Linked DNA regions of Pan troglodytes: region 2 is linked to region 1. Evidence: chromatin contacts called from public Hi-C data. All regions are on one chromosome and are shown on one strand. Each heading gives the region's core, a stretch centred on a gene start, on an enhancer-like site or on the middle of the called end of the contact. The rest is flanking DNA. Distances are from core to core; before and after follow the strand shown. Region 1 holds the start of CABLES1 (Cdk5 and Abl enzyme substrate 1). Region 2 overlaps TMEM241 (transmembrane protein 241).

Region 1 (6,129 bases), core at 3,228-5,727:
TGTACGCCTTATAAATTCACACTCCCTTTCACCTATTAACACCTTCCAGATGCACCGTTCACTGCCAGAGCAGAGAAACACGATACGGCATGAAGCTAAGAGGCATCTTCTTGGTTTCCCACCTCTGACACTGCACCTGACAGCAAACCCAGCCTGTTGGCTTCCCAGTGCTGGAGTCCCGTCCGTGAGGCTGGGAGGAACCCAGGCCCACCGTCCTGGGTTCCCTGGACACCCCAACAGAATAGAGATGGTGAAATAGCAAAGCTAGGGGATGCAAACAAAGAGGCTAAATTTGGGAGGATAACAAATGGGGTGTTGAATTATACCAGTATGACTGGCCAGTTGTATAATACACAAACATTTACAGCCAACAGCTCAAAAATTATCTATGGGCCTATTGTGTGCAAGGCATAGTGACATGGTAGAGTGGCAGAGCTTGGACATCAATGATCCAGGTTCCTATCCTGGCCCAACTAAGTTAGATTATCATATGTGCCTCTTAGTAGCTGGGAGAAATTACTCAACCTCTCTGAGCCTATGTTCTCCTCACCTGTGAAAGAATCTATACTCAGGGTGGCTGTGAGGGCTAAATACAATAGATGTCAAGAATCCAGTCCAGTGAACAGAGGTGGTGTAATCATTGCCTCCACAGGCATTTACTGTGCACCTTGTGCCAAGGCTTGCGCACAGAATTTTCCTCCCTGTGTGTTGTAAAGTTTGGAAGTCCAAGCAATTATTTGTGATTGGTTTTACAAGTGTTCCAATGAAAGTAACCAAGAAGAAAGGGTTTCAAGATTGCAGATTGGGAGACATTCTAATTTTTTTTTTTTTTTTTTTGAGACGGAGTTTCACTTTTGTTGCCCAGGCTGGAGTGCAATAGCACAATCTTGGCTCACTGCAACCTCCGCCTCCTGGGTTCAAGCAATTCTCCTGCCTCAGCCTCCCGAGTAGCTGGGATTACAGGGGCACAACAACACACCCAGCTAATTTTTGTATTTTTAGTAGAGATGGGGTTTCACCATGTTGGCCAGGCTGGTCTTGAACTCCTGACCTCAGGTGATCCACCTGCCTCGGCCTCCCAAAGTTCTGGGATTATAGCCGTGAGCCACCACACCAGGCCCGACATTCTAATTTTTATATACCCAAAACAAACCCAATATATAAAACCTCAAATTCATTTTTTTTAAAGGGCAGATTTCAGATACACTGTGGCAACACTTGTCGAAATTTAATTTGTATACAAATCACCTGAGGATCTCGTTAAACTACAGATCTGGACTCACGTAGTCTGGAGTAGGGAAGAGTCTGCATTTCTAACTGCTCCCAGTGAAGCTGAAGGTGCAAAGCCCACATTCTGGAGCAGCAAGGTGCTATGGAATTCCTCTAATGGCAAGAAATGAATCCAAGGAAAATACAATTTGATATGAAAACATCCCAGGAGACCATCCGTGAGGTAACATGTACATGGAAACACACAGGCTAGCAGGGAGGCACACCAGGAAAGGTTTCCACAAATGGAAACCAGAAAAGCTGGCCTCGGGCCTTATTCAAGTGAGTCTGTGCTCTCAGCACACTTCAACTAGGCAGGTGCAAGTACTCTAGTGATAAGACAAGCAGCGTGGTGTTGGCAACAAAGCATCCTGGGATATTTCAAGTCTGTAGCCTCTCCACAGTTAAGCTAGCCTTTCCGCCTTTCTTAAATCAGTTTAACCTATTTTTCCCCTTTGTACCCAAATTTTCAGCTGTTTCTATTCACAGCTGTAATTTTATAAAAGCCTATCAGGATGCCAGATATGGATTATTCAGAAATAGGATGAAAGTGACTGTCAGGTAAAGAAGCATCTTCCAGTGATTAATTCATCTTAATGTGTGTGCCCAGGTGAAAAGGATCAATAAAACGCCTAAAAGATTCATATTTATAGGATTGGAGATGGCGTTCTGGATATTCTTTGGTTCAGAAATGCGAACACACAAGATCTTCCATATCCCCTGAAATGAGTTTCTTGGAGAAAGCGTGCGAGGTAATCTGATCTCCAGCTGCCTTTAGCATGGAGGACACATCTGTCCATCAGGAGACACAAGCCAGCTTTGCACACTGGCTTAGAATAACATGTGTGTTTATTACAATTCCTGTCATAACCCTCTTGACTGCTGGGCTTAGGCTGCAAGTCTGGAGTCACCATGAGCCAGTGTGTGATGTCAAGCGGTAATACTGAGCTGCCCAGAAACCGCTGAGTTTGCAGGACTCACCCAGAAACAAGGGATACCACCTCCCTGCCCTCACCTGCTGCGGGGGAGATGCATGCTCTGACAAGAAATACTGGGGTAGGGCTGTCACCTGTGCCCAGTGTCGCTAATTCATCCATGCACTTATGAGGCTGCTTCCCCGGCTCCACACCCCTGCTTGCGGGCCATGCGCACTCAAACAGCGAGGCTACATAACTAGCACCCTCATGATTTCACCCACTTCGGAAGAAGTACACTAGGGGCAAACTTGTGGATGAGGCGGGCCTGTTCTTCCCCCATTTGTCCATTGCGGGAGGAAGTTAAGTTTTCCCATAGGCACCTTCTTACTTGGGCCAGATCAAGCTTTCAGATAAGCATGATAGGAGAGAGAAATTCTAGCAGAGAAAGTCATTCTTTCCCAGAAGGGATAACTGAGGCCCCAAGAAGTTAAAACAACTTTGTCAAGGTAGGGTCTATGCTATTGCCAACTTCACAAGAGGCCTTATTAACCAACAAGGGAGGGCACTCCCTAGGAACGGATCTGCATTTCCCCACCTGTTCCCGCCTACTCGCCTACTTCTTTTGCAAGCTTCAGTTCACACAGTCCCAACCTCCGACTGCCCCTTAGAATAATACATGGTAACAAACTCTATTTCCTGAACAATAAGCAAACGTCCAGCGTTTCATGTTTTTGCTAAGACGCCTAATGCCGCCAGATAACTTCAGCTAACAAACAAGTAAAACAAGCGTTTAACGAACTCAAGCAAATTCATCTTGGAATAGGAAAAAAAACCCTCAAGCCCTATTTCCTCTTTGTTACCCACCCCCCTAGGCCTAGTTGGAGGCAATGTAAGAAGGGCTTTCCATTGCTCAGGAAAGCAAATGGAAAAAGCCAAGTTTCCCCGGGCCGCAAGAAGACTTGGAGCGCAGGCAAGAACTTCTCCGGAGGGTCACGCGTGTCTGCTACAAGTTCAGGCTCACACGCGCCGCTCAGCTGCCGGCCTGCACTGCTCCACTCTGCGCCCGGCCGAGTCTCGCCCCACGCGGGGAGAGTGCGCCTCCGGGTCTGGACCGGGTTTCAGGAAGTTTGTGATCTCGTGTGGGGAGGCTCGGACGCCGCTTTCTACTGGGCTCCTGCAACTCCCAATTCCCGACCCACTGCACAAGCACGGTGCTCCTCTGCGAATGCTGGGCTCGTGCAAACACGTGTAACCCCGCACTCCCTGGGGACGCCCCCTCTTTTGGGTGCCCTCGTGGTTTGGGATTCGGGCCCGGAGCACAGGATCCGGCAGGGCGCGGGAAAATGGGAGCAACCCGTGTCCCGTAGCCCAGAGACCGCGGGGAGGCTGGGAGCGCCGGGCGCCGGGAGGGACGCAGGGTTGGGTGCGCGTCGCATCCCGGATACTCACCGGGACCTCTGCAGCTGCTCGAAGGCGCTGGTGCTGCCGCCCTGGCCTGGCTGCTCCAGGGAGCAGTAGTTCTGCGAAGTCGGCCTGGAGAAGGCGATGGGCAGGATTCCCTGAGTGAACGAGTTGAGGCGTCCCCGACTGCCGCTCCCACTCCCGGGAGTCCCGGAGCTCAAAAAGGCGGCCGCCGGCACCTGCACGCTGATAAAGGCATCGTCCTCCTCCAACTCCTCCTGCCCGGCGGTCCCGGACCCGTCGAGCAGCTGCAGTTGGGCACAGGCGGCGAGAGGCGCCGGCCGGGGCGGCTGCCACTGCTCCCCCGACGCCCGGCCGGCGCCCAGGGGACTCGCGAACCCCCGCGCCACCCCGGGGCCGGACACGGTCGCATGGCCGCCAGGAATCAAGGGCGGCAGCGACGAGAGCTGTGGGAGGCAGGGGCCGGACCCAGCGGCTAACCCCGCAGCCGGCGTGCCCGGCGCGGCGAGCGCGATGCAGCCGCCCCGCTCGGCAGCGGCGAGCAAGCTGAACCGAGTCCTCGCGCCGCAGGCGCCGCCGGCGCCCGGCTTGGCCGCGCCGCCCTCCTCGCCACCGCCCCACTCCGCGTCCTGCGGCGGCAGCCGGCCGTCCAGCGAGATGTTGGTGAGGAAGGAGAGGGCAGCCTGGCGGCGCCGCGGGTCCATGCGCGGCTTCCGGGGGGGTTCGGGCGGCGGCTGGGCCGGCGCGGCGGCCGCGGGCTGAGGCTGGGGCTGCGGCGGCGGCTGCTGCAATCCGCTGGCGCCCGCGGCGTCGGTGCCGGCGCTGCCGCTGCTGCAGGCGGCCGTGGTGGCGGCCGCCGCCGCCGCCATTGTGTCCGTCTGCGGCGGGATTTCCGCGATGCCCGGAGAAGCGAGCGGCGCCCAAGCGCTAAGCGGCGGGCGCGAGCGGCGGCGACCCGGGCTGGGTAGGGCGCGGGGATCGGGCGGCGTGCGCGGCGGTCCAGCCCCCCCGCGGGCGGGCCATGCTCGCCCCTCGGTGCTCGGGATGGGGGCGCCGCCGCCCCGGCCCACGCGCACGCCTCACTGCCTAGCTCGGCTAGTTCGGCTCGCTGGCTGGCCGCCCGCCGGTCGCCTGGCCGCTGGCTCGCGGGCTCCGGGGCCGGGTGTCCGTATTTATAGGTGCGCGCGCCCCGCGCTCGCGCTCCAAAGCCCTCTTTGCAATAACACGGAATCACGTGTGGGGAATGCGACCTGGGAGGAAAACAAAGCCGCAGGCGGCGGCCGCAGAGGCAGGCGGCGGGAGGCAAGGGGCCACGGGAGGAGGAAGAGGAGGACGCGAGAGCCGAGCGGGTGGCGGGGCGGGGGATCGGCCCGACTGTCCGGGTTGTCGGAGCTGCCTGCTGGGAGAGTTGGCAACTCCCGGGGCGCGCGGAAGCCAGGTGCGGGAGGCGAGCACGTTTCCCCCGCGCGCTCGCACTGGGAATTGGGGGAGCGAGCAGAACCCAGTGGGTTAGGTCCTGGGGCTGTGCTCCTGGGAGAGTTGTGGGTCTACAGGACGGTTATGTGGAGCGTTGCAGAGTTTTGGACTGCGAGCGAGTTACTTGGACCCCGCAAGGCCGTTGGTCCTCAAGAAGTAAATAGATCCTTTTCATAATAACACGGGTAAGTCCACAGCCCCTATGGAGACTGTCCCACCGTAAAGCTATCGCTAACAACCATTGCAGTTGGGTCTTACTCATTCCCAGGCCAAGGATGCAGCCCCCGGGATAAATGCACGCCTTGGGATGCATAAGAGCCCAGAAGCACGAACATCTTCCATGTGGCCAACGAACTCACGCATCCCCAATCCATGGTATTGTCACTTTTCATCTCTCTCTTAGCAAAGGACAACGCAAATTTTTTACTTTGGCTCTGAAATGTGCTCCATTTTCTGTGAAGACCGAGGTGGGCTAAAATGACCTTACACTCTTTTCCCCTGGTCACCTTGCAAATTTTTGTAGATTATTATCTCTTCTCCCGCATAAACTGGGACCAATGTGGACAGTTACCCTGTCGTTTATCTCATAAGCACGTTTGGCACCTACCATGTCTTCTGTAAATACGGGTTCCTGACGACCCTCCCAGAGCAATAGCTCTGAATCTGGGAGGAGTCGCAGTCCCCACCCACAACGAATGCTTGTTTTGGTTGGGGGTGGGAGCGGGGGCGGGGACAGGGTGGAGGAGTTCACCTGGAGGGATCTGAAAACGTGTGCGGGTTTCCCTAGGCGGTATGGGCAACTTAACAAATGCAGTAAGGAACAATTGCCACACTGAATTAAGCTCTGTGACACCTAAGAAACCTGCTGCACTTTTGAGGGAGAAGCAATGTGTTTCAGATCAACGGATTAATTTAATTAAAGGTTTAAATTTAGCCCTGGAGCTAATGGGTAACTCTACATTGAAATTCCACTCCATTTCAAGTTCAGGAAAGTAAATTGAGTAATGGAGAGCAAATACACCGTCCAGAGAGGTGCCGCCAACCC
Region 2 (5,938 bases), core at 576-3,075, 270 kb before region 1:
CCTTGCACTGTTCTACCCTGTCTCCTGTAGCCAGTTTAACTTTGAATTTCCCTCTCAAACATCACGTATATGGGGAAGCGTTCCCTATTCTCACTGATTAGGTCAGTTTCCCTTATTGTATAGCATGGTCCTTTAGTCTCCTTTATAACAGTTATCAATGTAGTGTTTTCATTTATTTTATATGAACAAAACACATACAGTTCCCACCCATGTGACACAGTGTATTTGAGGGGTGGAGGAGACATTAATAATATATCCAGGAGCTCCCTTTTCTGACTCTGTCAGTCAGATAATTAGTGGGTTAATTGAAAGTCACATAAATCAGGGAATCTTATTTTTATTTTTATTTTTTTGAGATGGAGTCTCACTCTGTCGCCCAGGCTGGAGTACAGTGGCACAACCTTGGCTCACTGCAACCTCCACCTCCCGGATCCAAGTGATTCTCCTGCCTCAGCCTCCTGAGTAGCTGGGACTATAGGCGCCCACCACTTTACCCAGCTAATTTTTGTATTTTTAGTAAGAGACAGGATTTCACCATATTGGCCAGGCTGGTCTTGAACTCCTGACCTTGTGATCTGCCCATCTCGGCCTCCCAAAGTGCTGGGATTACAGGTGTGAGTCACCACACCTCGCCTATTTTTATATTTTTTTAAAGAGACAAGGTCTTACCCCTGCTGCCCAGGCTGGAGTGCAATGGCATAATCATGGTTCACTGCAGCCTTGACCTCCTGGGCTCAAACGTTTCTCCCACCTTAGCCTCCCAAGTAGCTGAGACTACAGTCTCAACCCACCACACTCAGCTGAATTTTTAAATTTTTTGTAGAGACAGGCTTGCTGTGTTGCCCAGGCTGGTCTGAAACTCCCAGACTCAAATTATCCTTCCATTTTGGCCTCCCTAAGTGCTGGGATTATAGGTGTGAGTTACTGCACCTGGCCTAGGGAATCATCTTTTGCTGAAACAATCTATTTATTTTAATTAAAGACATATAAATGTGCATTAACTTGCTGATTTTGTAGTAAGGCTTTTCGTTTGTGTGTGGATTGTTGACTGGTGTCCGTTTCTTGCATATACTACCCTTAGCATATACTCTTTGATTTTCCATTGAAATACATGGTTAAAGTAGAATGAGGCCTTTGGTACTTTGAAACAATATAAATCAAGAGTCTTTGCTTTTTAATTCTTTTTCCTTTTTGCCCTATCCCTTCACACTTGCCTTGCCCACACCTGTTTTGTCAGCCATTTTCCCAGTGATTCAAATGTATTATTCTTAGCAGCGGCTATGGTCTTAGGTTGGTGTGTGGTGGAGAAAGACAGCTGTCACACTGACAGCATGGTGGCTCTGCAGTCCACTGCCTCTCCTGTGTGTCTGAAGTGCCATGAGTGTGTGTTGCTTTGGCCCTGTTGGCCCTGAGGGGGATGACTTCGGAGAACACAAGCACCGGGGTCCTGTGCCTGGGAGGTGGTCCCACGTCTGGAGCCAGACGCTCACTCCGCTGTCCTCTAACACTTCCCAGAAGTCTGTTTGGTCCTACTAGTCCTGTGTATCTCTTTTCTAGTTAAAGTTATTTCTTTGTATTTGTGGGTAGGAGGGTTAAAATACAAGGTGTTCCCTAGGCATGTTTTCTTTTCCTCACATCCATGGCCATTCAAACACCCTGATGCCTCTTGGAATATATAACTCAGCAGTTTTCTTTGTTTTAAGAGGGCATGGAGTACACATGTCTGGGGCCTCGCTGACCTTACATTCCAAAGTCCTGGGCCTCCCGCAGTGAGGCCAGCTGCCGTTTCACCCAGCGCACCTCCTCCTTCCTCCTCAATGCCCTGCCTGCAGTATGTGCTCTGGGCTTCCTTCTGGTGCACAACAGGCCATGGGCCTGTATCCTGCCTCCCTTGATTCATGTGAGCTTAATGTCAAGTGGGAAAAGCCGCTTCCTAGAAGAATAGCAATTGACTGATGTCACCCCTGATCCATTGCAATGGAGGATGGGATCTTCCTTTCTCTGTTCATCTTTTGGTTGGGGGTGCTGACATCTATTACAGCACGACTAGTGTAACAGAATATCCCTCAGATAATTGGCTGCTTGGTCAATTCTCTGAGTGTTTGCAGCTTATCTATTTGTATGTCAGTGTCTCCCATTAGATTATGAGGTCCGTGAAGGCAAAATATGAATGGGCGTTTAACAGCTAGGGCTTTGGAGCCAGACAGACCTCAATTCAAATTCTGGCTTTGCCATTTACCAGCTCTTCTCACCGCAGGCAAATTATCTAAACTCTTTGTGTCTCAGTTTCCTCATCTGTACAACGAGGGTAATAATAATAAATACCTTCCTCATAAGATTATTGTGCAACTTTAAGAAAGATGCAGTATATAAAACATTTAAAACAAAAAATGCAGCATAGAACACATTTAAAACATATAAAACAAAAAACCAGCAAAGTGCTTGGTTTGTGGCAAATGTTCAATAAATGTTACCTGTGATGCTGCTATTAATGATAATTCTCAGCACCTTGTAAGTTGCTGTAAGTATTTGCACAATGAATTTATGCAGCAAGTAAGGTTTGAAGGCCCTTGCTAGACTGGAAACATTTAAATGCTAGGTTATCCAGGAAGTTGTACAGGTCAGACCTGATCTTGGATGGAGTGCTTGCCCATGCTAATAAAATTAACAAAGAACATTTCTTGAGCAGGCATCATTCCAGGAGATCAGTTCATTGAGTTAGTTCGGATTATTATGTTATATCCTGCTGGAATGGTTTCATTTCTTTTTATTCATTATTAGGATAACTCTGGGAACTTGAATTAGTAGATTGAATATACTTCTTTTTTTATTTTTTTGAGACAAGGTCTTGCTCTGTCGCCCAGGTTGGATTGCAGTGGCATGATCTTGGCTCACTGCAACCTCTGCCTCCTGAGCTCAAGTGATTCTCCTCCCTCGGCCTCCCGAGTAGCTGGGATTATAGGTGCCCGCCACCACCATGCCTGGCTAACTTTTGTATTTTTAGTAGAGACGGGGTTTCACCATGTTGGCCAAGCTGGTCTAGAACTCCTGACCTCAACTGATCCACCTGTCTTAGCCTCCCAAAGTGCTGGGATTACAGGCCTGAGCCACCATGCCCGGCCAATAAAATGCATTTCTAATTGATGAGAGAAGCAGGTTGCAACCTCAGTGATATGCACTGTCTGTGAGAACTAGGATTTTGATTCTAAATTGTAAGAGAAAAGCAGTTCCTGGTGTGGCTACAATTGAAAAATAAATGTACCCTTCGGAAGTCCTTGAAGGGTCCCTGAACCAGAATTCCAGCAATGCCAGGTTAATGGTTGAAAAAGCCAGCCTATGGCCACCCAACTGAAATTCTGGGATTCTTTTTTTCAATTTCGTCCCTTGAAACTGGTTCTTTTTGTTGTGATTCCACGGAGCTGTTTGGTGTAGCCTGGGTAAATAACCTTTTCAATTTTTAATAATTTGTAGTGGATTCAAAACTTTTGGTTACTTAAAATCCAAAGAATAATGTTCACTGCCCTTGGAAAAAACCAGATCTGTTCTCTCTTCCAAGCTGCAGCAAGGCGTTTACCATTTCCATTTCTGGGATCTCTTAGGCTAGATGATCAGTAATGATGGGATTGTAGGTAGGATGGCTTTATCTGCCTCCACCACTCAATCGATAAAGACCACATCTCACTTAACAAGTCTGCCAGGGATGTTTAGACAGCCTCTGTTGTTGTAGTTGATGCATCTGGAGGGTCAGCCTTTCCAGCTAGGTCTTTCTTAACAAAAAGTGGCAAAAGTGTTATTGCTTTTTTCCCCTCTTTTCAGATCTCATGTTCTTGCGTGGCTTCCTGCTTCAGTGCTGTTTGTGGGTATAATCTATGCTGGGTCCAGAGCATTGTCCAGACTGGTAAGTATTAGAGGTTCAGGGGAAACAACTCCTCTCTCCCTTTCCCCTTTGCCTTTTAACTTATCATGCCTCAGCTCAATAAGGGCAAAGAATCACTTTAATAATGATAATAATGGGACCTATTACTCCCTTTTGTTGAGTTGAAGATAATCAGATAACAGGGAAGGCCAACTTGTGTTACAAGGTGGGGATGCACAGGGAGAAGCAGAAGAAAGAGTAGTGGTATGCGTGGAGCTGGCCAGAGATGGGCCCTGCTGGGACTGCTTCCCCGTGAAGATGGGCAGAGTGGGAATGCCCCAACTCTGCCTGAATGCAGGCTGTCCACAGGACCAGGGAGGCAGGGCCCAAACTACTCCTTGCTTCTGAGGAACCAAACCCTGCCCATTGGTAATGTGGCCTGGTGAGCTTGGTCATGGATGCAAATGCCTGGCACAGGGTTGATGTCCTGTACACGGGGAAGCTAGTAAAACAAGCTGACTGTTTTGTCCTCCCACCACTTCTCGCAGGACTGAGCTCCTCAAATGCAGGAACTGTGAAGAGCTAAGTTACTTCCAGATACATTATTTGGAACTCCAAAAATTTATTTATTTTGCCATCAAAAGAGAATCCATTAAAACCATCATTAACAGAAGGTGGCTTAAAAATCAGGAATGATGTTAATACCTCCTCCAGTCTTGTACCATGACTACTAACTGTTTTTATCTATTAGAAAATAGTTGTATTCTGACTTTGGGGAAAGTGCAGAATGTGCAAAACATTTTAGTCCTTTAATGTAAAATTCTTGTTGTTATGTTAGCCCCTTAGATCTCAGCTATAAAAACAGTAAAAACAAACAAATAAAATCTGCCTAATTGGATAACAATGTTGTTGTTAGGACAGCAACTCCAAAGTTGCAAAATAGCAGTGAGGACTGTAATTTTGAAATTAAATAATCATTTTTCTTTCATGATTCATAAGCTTGAGTAGATGGGGTGATATATGCAATGGGGAAGAACCTTCCTGGGTGGGCCTGAGAACTGACCCACGGTGCACGTTGCTGCTCAGCTCAGACCACGAGGCTTGCCCTGGCTGTCTGCTGTGCCTTCTTTGTTCTCAGGCTCTTACCGCCTCAGTTTATACCCTTTGGCCTGCAGAGAGTGTTTCCTCTCCTACGCCATAGACTATTGGATTTTGGTAAAAGCAATGTGTTGCTCAAGTTCTTTTAAATTTTTTTCTAGGCTCTGGATAGTTACATTTGCCAGAATTTTGAAGTTTGAATAGCAAGGTGTTATGTTCATAATGATAATACTTTTTGTTCATACAGTGCTTTTTTTCATAGGCTTCCAGAGTGATTTCCTTCGTGTCCTTTTATGTGATTCTTGCAATCTTTTGACAGATGATAGGTGAGGCAGCTGCTAACCACTTGACAGAGGAAGAGATGTAGGTGTGGAAAGTCTTGCTAAACCTGCCTCTAGTCCCAGATAGTGGCAGCTCTCATTTTTTTGTTTTTGTTTTTGTTTTTGTTTTGAGAAAGAGTCTCACTCTTGTGGTCTTGTGGCTCAGGCTAGAGTGCAGTGGCACAATCACAGCCCACTGGAGCCTCGACCTTCTGGGCTCAATAGGCTCAAGTGATCCTCCCACCTCAGCCTCCCGAGTAGCAGGGAATACAGGTACTTGCCAATACACCCAGCTATATATTTATTTTCTTTTAGAGATGGGGTCTTGCTCTGTTGCCCAGACTGATCTTGACCTCCTGGGCTCAAGCAATCCTGCCGCCTCAGCCTCCCAGAACACTGGGATTACAGGCATGAGCTACTGCACCTGGCATGGCAGCTCTTCTAACTCCCCACCTTTTGCCTTTTCAGAATTGTTTCTTTAGGGCCAATGCGTATGGATTTTAGAGTGAGCCCAGGGTGTAGTAGTCGTTGTATAACATTAGACTCTTTCAGTTGCAAGTGTTAGAAAGCTCAAAAACTGGTCTAAGCAAAAGGAAGATTTACCAGTTCATATAACTGAAAAGTCTTGGGGTAGAAACCTACTTCACGAATGGCTTTGTCCAGA

What was found. A called contact is a pair of places that touch in the nucleus more often than the background predicts.
Region 2: a contact with region 1 is called in a Hi-C map of stem cell-derived neural progenitor cells, with 4 times the contacts expected there. The contact joins the enhancer-like site here to the promoter of CABLES1 in region 1. A contact is called at or near these places in 4 of 7 Hi-C or Micro-C datasets (blood, induced pluripotent stem cells and stem cell-derived neural progenitor cells), 1 of 1 datasets of contacts at active chromatin or transcription factors (stem cell-derived excitatory neurons) and 1 of 1 other capture datasets (stem cell-derived neural stem cells).

Annotation. Positions count from the first base shown.
Region 1 is chr17:32,981,087-32,987,215 of NHGRI_mPanTro3-v2.0_pri, reverse strand. CABLES1 (Cdk5 and Abl enzyme substrate 1) reads right to left here and starts at 4,477. Exons shown (of 10, transcript XM_016933439.3): 1 at 3,636-4,477. The coding sequence starts at 4,477.
Region 2 is chr17:33,243,873-33,249,810 of NHGRI_mPanTro3-v2.0_pri, reverse strand. TMEM241 (transmembrane protein 241) reads left to right here. Exons shown (of 16, transcript XR_010151862.1): 4 at 3,817-3,898. Among named protein-coding and RNA genes, the nearest start is that of TMEM241, 37 kb to the left of the region's middle. Within about 2 kb of position 1,825, at least 5 of the 24 cell types and tissues checked have an H3K27ac peak or open chromatin away from gene starts, as enhancers often do. A contact at or near this core is called in induced pluripotent stem cells, stem cell-derived neural progenitor cells and stem cell-derived neural stem cells, where this site is marked.